Regions from separate parts of the Mus musculus genome. Here region 1 is linked to region 2. Evidence: chromatin contacts called from public Micro-C data. All regions are on one chromosome and are shown on one strand. Each heading gives the region's core, a stretch centred on a gene start, on an enhancer-like site or on the middle of the called end of the contact. The rest is flanking DNA. Distances are from core to core; before and after follow the strand shown.

Region 1 (3,411 bases), core at 162-2,661, 34 kb before region 2:
GAGTCACATGTGGGAGAAAGCAATTGTTTTTATCAAAGGTTGAGAAGGCAAACAGACATAGAACTGTGACCTCTGGGTTTTCTCCCAGAATGCAGTCTGTGGGCTTCTTGTATCATTGAGAGGCAGACAGAGATGAAAGGATTTTCTGGGCCCCTTTTATGAGGATGTTAGTCCCATTCACAGAACATCATTTAGCATCATTGTGTCACTCTCCTAACACTGAGAGGATAGCGTGTGTCTAGGATTTTAACGTAAAGTAATGGGACACATGTCTCTTTAAAGAACACAGAGGTGTAGGTCTTAGAAACCACTTCACTCTGACCTTGATGCCTTGGCTTATTTTATTTTCACTCAGTGTGAATCACTTGAATGGATGCCATGCTGAGCAGTCAAAAGTCTCAAGTGGGTGAGGAGGTAAGGCTGGCCCTTCCCACTTACCTGAGATACAGGATACTTTATGCTCCTTAGAAATGTATGAAAGTATAATCTTTGTTTTTGGATGTTTTAATTTTAATTATTTTTATTTTTTTAATCTCTAAATATTAATGACATGGTCAACTCCTCTCTTTGGGGCTAATTTCCAGGTTGGCCCAATTACTTTAATCTGGGAATGAGCCCTTAATTAGGGCTCTAGTGAGTAGCTGACTCAGCTGTTTCTCTCACTTCTTGGATTGTTCAGTTCAGTCTCCTGTTCCTATCTGCTCTGATCTTGAGAGAAGGACCTAAGGGTCTAATCTTGGAGGGAGCTGAAGATAAGCCAGCCAACTGAGGGGGTGCTATCTGCATGGGAACACTCCCTGGCCTGAGGCTGAGGCTCCTTCTAAGGGAAACTTCCCACTAAGTCACCCTTCAGAGCATGTGACTTAAGTGTGTGGACTGGCACACAGTGCCATCAGGGGAAGGGGCAGGCTTTCCTTGCCACTTGGGTTTGACACCTGGGTTCTGCAGCAATCATTCCTCGAGGACATTCCACAGACCTGCAATGACTTGAGTGCCAAGTCTGCCAAGTTTAAGGGACAACAATCACAATGGTTGCTTAGAGGGAAAGATTGCTCCCACTACTTGCCCATTCTGCAGAAGCTGATGGGAGCATTTCTCTATTTGGCCAAGTTTTATCCACTTCACAATGCCCTGTAGCCTCTTTTCGGATGCACGGATAATAGAACAGTAGCACCAGTATCTCTTAGCAAGTTGGTAATGCTGCCAGTTTTTTTTGAAGATCCCCTGAGCCCCTTGAACGAAGGGCTGAGTAGAAAGAGATTAAGAAGCCTCCCTCCCGCCCGCCCCTCAAAGATATCCTTTTCCTGACTCTAACACAGCTGACCTTGGGCCTTTTTAGATTATCACTTAGTAAAGTCATCTTGTGCTTGCCAAAGTAAACAAACAGGATGCTGTTATGTGATGCCCTTGACTCTATGGAGAATTGCCTCTGTTCCAAGTTCCTCTGTGTAGCTGGCAGCCATGATGGTTTTCCTTGCATGGGCTTAGCAGGCTCTTCTTCTAGAACCTACTGTCTTTCCTCAGATGTAGGACCTTAAATTTATGGCCCCATTCACCTCATGGCTTCTCTTTAGTAAACAAGCCACTTAATATATTTATTGTTATGTGTGGTTAAGGAGGAGACACCAGACCTCTAAACAGAAAATACTTTGTTTGATGAATGGAATATCTTTTTAGTTTCCTGTTTTGTTTCAATTAAGTTCCATTCCACTTGGTCTTTGCTCCCATTTTCTCCCTTCTTGTCTTTGTCCTTTTGGTACTGCACGGTGGAAGCCTCCCTGGTTTGTAACATAAACTTGACCTTTTGAGATTCGTGTTCGGCACTGACAGTATTTCAGATGCCTTTCCTGAGACAGGCTCTGGAGAAGCATGGTGAGGCCCAGCGACCTGCTGATGGCGTGAAGCTTGAGACCTCCCCACAAGCAGCTCATTGTCTCCATGGGCCAGTCCCTTTCTCCTGTCAACCCAGGGCAACAGCTAAGTTCAGAGGAGCTGCACAGTTGTTATCAGTCCCAGCCGCTGTTTCCCTTGCCTTTCCAGAGATGGCCACAGGAAAAGCTGGCTAGGAAGTTCTTACTCAGAGAAAGGGAAAGGTAATGTAAAAACAAAAAAACAAAACAAAACTAAACAAAACAAAATAAAACAAAACATAGAAAAGGGGCTCTAAGCTGCCCATCCTCCACTGGTAAAAGGCTGCCTAGGTGAGGCTGTTCCAAACCCCAAGGCGATGACCTTCCTAGCACAAGGAAATAGGGAGGGAAAGAGCAGCTGCCTCAAGGTGCAGCCTCTGCTGACTGTCCCTTGCCCCAGCAAGGCAGTGTAAAATCGTGGGACATTTTCAGTTCCAGATAAGTGTGTGAAAGTGGCTGTGATTGTGAAAGAGATAAAACGTTTGGCTGGCAGTCAGCTGCTGGTTCTTGAGAGCGTCAGATGTGATGCTCTGCCTTGTGGTACCATTATGTGGGAAGAGCAATGACCCTCACTGTCTCCTGTGGTTGTCAGAGGAGCATTTTCAAGGTACCACTTGGTAGCCACAAATTAACCTTAAAGAAGATGAAATTTAGGGGAAATGAAAAAATGTTGTTTATTTTTTTTAAATAAAACTTGCCTTCAAAAGAAAGGGAATATAGTCTCCTGTGTATGTTTTGCCCTTTATACCTTTCTAAAATCTGCTTATTATATAACACAAGAAGTTTTCAAATACAGAGCAATTACAAATCTCTAAAAGAGACTGAAAATTAATATTTATGTTTTTCAACTCCTATGACATTTTGCTGCTTCTCCAGTCGCAATAGATTAAAAATCCGTACCCTAAAGCCTCAAAGTTAACAAGCACTTAGTGACCACCATCACAAACAGACACGTACACAAGGATGTGTAAATATGAACGGAACAATGGCTTTAAAAATTGTTAAGAAAAATAAGCATTAGGATTGTCCCATTTCAGCCCAAAAAATGTGTGCGAATTTTAAAAAACGTAATATATTTTTCTGGCTGGCCAGGGTCCTTGAAGCCCTATCAAGCTCTGATAACAGACAGAATAAAGATGGCACTGGACAAGGGGTCACCTTAGCTGGCTGCACAGTCAAAAGGAATGGATGGAATGACAAGAAGAGGTGGGAACCTTAGCATGTCCACCAGAGCACCATGCTCTGACTTGTAAAATGGGGAATTAAAGATATCTGACTGGACTATCACAGGGCTTTTCAATAACATCTTTAACATGTTTGTCCTATGTTATCTACTAGCAAGGTGGCACATGATACGTAGGGGTTCCTGCATTATTCATGACTGTGGACAGAAGAGTTACTCAATTATACCTGGACCACAGGCTTCCCCAGACCCAGTTATCTGTTTGCTCTAGGGTGAAGTAGTGTTACTTGCCATTCTCAGAATATAGAATGTTTTAGA
Region 2 (3,828 bases), core at 1,244-3,743:
AAGTATATATACCCGAAGTATCTAGCCACACTGTGCTTGGGGAGCAAACTAAGCTTTGTCTCCAACCAAGCCTTGGCCCTGTTCTCTGACTCCCAGCCAGTTGCCCTGAAGGGCATTGGTTTCTGTGGACACTGACATCTCCCCCCCACCCCCCACCCCCGCCCCCATAGGTTGCTTTCCAGAGTTGTTTGTGGACAGAAATCTCCGGGGTAGTGGTTATCATCCTGTGGGGTTCGACCTTGTTGGTGGGGGGGTGGGGGGGGGGATAAACAACCTTTTCACAGAGGTCACCTAAGACCATCGGAAAACACAGATATTTGTGTTAAGATGCATAACAGTAACAAAGAAAATGATTTTATAGCCAGAGGTCACACAACATGGGGAACTGTATTAAAGGGTCACAGCATTGGGAAGGCTGAGAACCATTGCTCTATGGTCCGCCATTAAGAGTTGAGAAGCCAGGTCTGGAAGAAGTGCAAAGATTGATGATGAACGATCTCTGTGTGGGCAGCTCTAGGAAGGCGAGCCATCTCTCTGAACAGCGCAGTTGCTTCAGACCCTCCCAGTCTACTCCCACATCCAGTACAGCCGCCAGCAAAAGCTTGGTGAGATGCGTCCTGATGCAGCATCCTCAAAGACAAGGGGTTTTCTGGCATGGACAACAAGGGGTGTCCTTAAAAATTCTTCATCTGTTCCCTAAGTACAGTTTCCACCCTGGGGAAATAACTCACAATCGCTTCTCAAAAGGGATCGATTTGCGAAGAAATCACTTTGAGAAAAAAAAAAACAAAACGCCACTGAAACAAAAAATCAAAATATTCCGGTTTCTGCTCTACTCAGCACCTCTGTTCCATTCAGCACTTGTAGCAAGAATGATCAGTTTCCCTAAATGTACACACAGTAAACTGAGGCCAGGAGAAGGTGAACTCCCACGATTGTAGTGCCACGGGAGGCAGAGCTAGGATTGGTCAAGACACTCCGGTGGGAAATCTTTCCCAGCCAATTCCATGAATGAAGATTAAAGGACGCTCCCCCCCGACCCCCCCCCCCGTGACATTAATAACAGGTTGCAAACATTTTCAAGTTCGATCACAGAAAACCCCAAGTTGCTTGTTATTAAGGGAACGTGGGTTGCTTCCCTACCACACAGGTAGAGGTCACTAACAGGATATTTTTCTACACAACTACAGCCCTTGCCTCCCCCTGCCTCAGCATTAAGAGTCTGGGTTCTGGGAGGCTATCCCCTCTGTCCCCTGATCCCATGATCTTTGCTCCAGCAGTGTGTCCTTGCTTCTACCCCTAGGGCCTGAATTCCTAGCACACTGCCCAGACTCCGCTTAGCTGCCTTAGGGAGTGGGGGTGGGAGCTCAGGTGACTGTCTCTTCACCTGGCACCCAGCTGTGCAGCCGGCAGGAGACTGCCCAAGTTAGCTGCCACCACGTCTCCTGCCCCAGCCCATTCAGCCTCCCCGCTATCTCCCCAGCTTTTCATTTCGACACAAACCACCTGCAACCCCACCATCACACCACCGAAACTCATTCGCAAGGGCGCGCTTGCAGGGTTTATTTTAAAACACACCGAGAGCAGTTGTAAAAGCTGGGGTGGGTGGCCAAGCCCCTTGGCATATATTTAGCTTTTCTCGAAAGGGACACCAAGGTTTGGCTTCAGGCACGCTCACAGCACGGGATGGGGTTTCCTCGCGCCCGCGGGCTCTGGCAGCTAGCTGGCATTTCCCTAAGCTGTCCGCGCCTGCAGCCAACTGTTCCACTCCCACTCGCGGCCTCGAACCCGCGGCCCTGGAGAGCGCCCGCCCGCACCACCCCTGGCCACGCACAGCCTTGTCTGACATGGGTACTCACTTCTGCTGGAGAGAAAAGTCTGCCATACCAGGGATTGAGCACTTCTTGCAAAGAACGCGAGCTTTTTCAGTGACAGGTAAAGCTGTTTCCTGAGCCCCGTGTAAAATCCAGAACGCAGGAGAGGAGTGAGTGAGACAGAGCAGGAAGGCGGGGAAAGCCCAGCTCAGAAGACCCGGCAGTCTGGGGATTTTAGCCTCTGCTCTGCCGTCGCCAGCCGCGTGTCTCTGAGAAGAAGCTCAACTCGGTGCACTTGTTCACTCTTTCTTCACTAGAGGAGGAGTCAGTGTTGCAACATGCATGTTCCTTGCTGGAGGCAAAACAGTGATTTTTCTCCAGCGTGCAAAAGGTCCAGAGCCTGCCAGTTTTATAAGGTGACGGAGATAGTTGGGGGAATCAGAATGCAGAGAAAAGGTGGACAAGGTAATGTCTGATTTCTCCCGGATCCGTTTCGCATGATCAGGGGACCTTCTTCCATCAAGACTACCAGTAAAGAGACAAAACAATAATAGAAATGTCCTTTAAGTCCTGTGACCTCAAAGATGGTATTTCTCCCAGTAGCCAAGATGAGATTCGGTGTCAAATTTCTTTCCGTACTTCCCAGCAAGCAACACCCAGCAGCCAGCCGCTTGACAATACTTGAGGGGGCTCTAGGGATTGGAATCACACCTTCCCTGGGAAGGAGGAGGAGTCAGAGGAAAGTGGTCGAGGAAGAATAAACAGGGACCCTTAAAGGACGCGTTGCTTTCTATTTTTTAACACAGCAGAACTTCCAGGGCTCTACTTTATGCTCAGCCACATCAAAATAGTAGATACACCAACATCCTCAGCAACCCACGAGTCGGCTCCTTTCCGCAAATGCAGAATGTACCTCCTCAAATAAGCTGCACCATCTGAGGGTTGTTTTATATTATGTCTTTGGTATTAACAAAACACTGCTTTTCCTCTTGCACCCCTCCCTATGTTCTCTTGAAAATAAACTATTAAAACAACAAATACCAATAGCTACTTGGATCAAATAGTTATCTCTGAACAGGTAAGTGATGCCATTGATTAACACTGTGTCCCGTTGTTAGGTAAGTTAGAGGGCCACGATGGGTGGTTATTTTGAACAAGCTATTGAATATTTTTTTTAATCATTGAAACATTGCTTTTTCTTCCTCTGATTTGATTGACACTTTACAATAACTGGCAAATCACATTCGTTAATGGCTTTCTGCCACACTGCAGGAAGCTGCTGGAAATCCCATGACGTTTAGGCGATTCTCTTGCATTAGAAGAGGCGTTCACACATGACCTGCACAAGATAAACCATGATCTACCCCTGGTTTTCAGAGGCTGTGGGGTGTGTATCTGCTGTGCACAGACTATGCCGGCTTCTGGTGGCTGAGGTGGACCATTGCTCACAATTACCTTTGAGAGTGTATAATACAGTGCCCGTTCATTTTCAAAACTAACGAGTATCCTCTCCAATGGCAGAATACAGACATTCTTAGTGGCCAAGTTACACCACAATGAACCCATTGTTAAGTTTAAGATATTTTAAGAAAAAAAAAAGAATAAAAACACCTGTTGAACATCATAATCTAGCCTTGTCTTGCCTATCAGATATGCTTAGAACTTGTATATTTGACTGAATTTGGGGGAAATTATCTAGCACAAAACTTAACAGGATGCCCGTGTAGGTAGATCATCATATTATTAAAGTGTCTAAACCATCGTGAACCACCAGAGGTTAGTGATTATATTCCTGTGTGACCTTTGAAAGGCTGGGGGTTACTCAGTAAAGTGTAATTTTCCTTGACTATTCTAACAGATAATGAGAAGAGAGGGAGAATCACCTTTGGCAATGGAAAACTGTTCGATTTCCTTGTGGTTCCTAGACGTCTGCGTTCCTGCTGCACAGCAGAAGTAGGTTCCAGAACAGGGTAAGTGACTAATCCACATGCTATTTGGAGAGAAGGTCATGGCT

Evidence for each region. A called contact is a pair of places that touch in the nucleus more often than the background predicts.
Region 1: a Micro-C map of granulosa cells shows a contact between it and region 2, with 3 times the contacts expected there. The contact joins the enhancer-like site here to the promoter of Prlr in region 2. A contact is called at or near these places in 1 of 39 promoter capture datasets (macrophages), 7 of 484 Hi-C or Micro-C datasets (granulosa cells, liver and nephron progenitors), 2 of 115 datasets of contacts at active chromatin or transcription factors (both in liver) and 4 of 9 other capture datasets (adipose tissue, embryonic stem cells, liver and 1 more).

Annotation. Positions count from the first base shown.
Region 1 is chr15:10,209,416-10,212,826 of GRCm38.p6, reverse strand. All of the region lies in intron 1 of Prlr (prolactin receptor), which reads right to left. Among named protein-coding and RNA genes, the nearest start is that of Gm41268, 8.5 kb to the right of the region's middle. Within about 2 kb of position 1,411, at least 12 of the 459 cell types and tissues checked have an H3K27ac peak or open chromatin away from gene starts, as enhancers often do. A contact at or near this core is called in granulosa cells and liver, where this site is marked.
Region 2 is chr15:10,175,903-10,179,730 of GRCm38.p6, reverse strand. It overlaps Prlr (prolactin receptor), which reads right to left and starts at 2,493. Exons shown (of 10, transcript NM_011169.5): 1 at 1,860-2,493.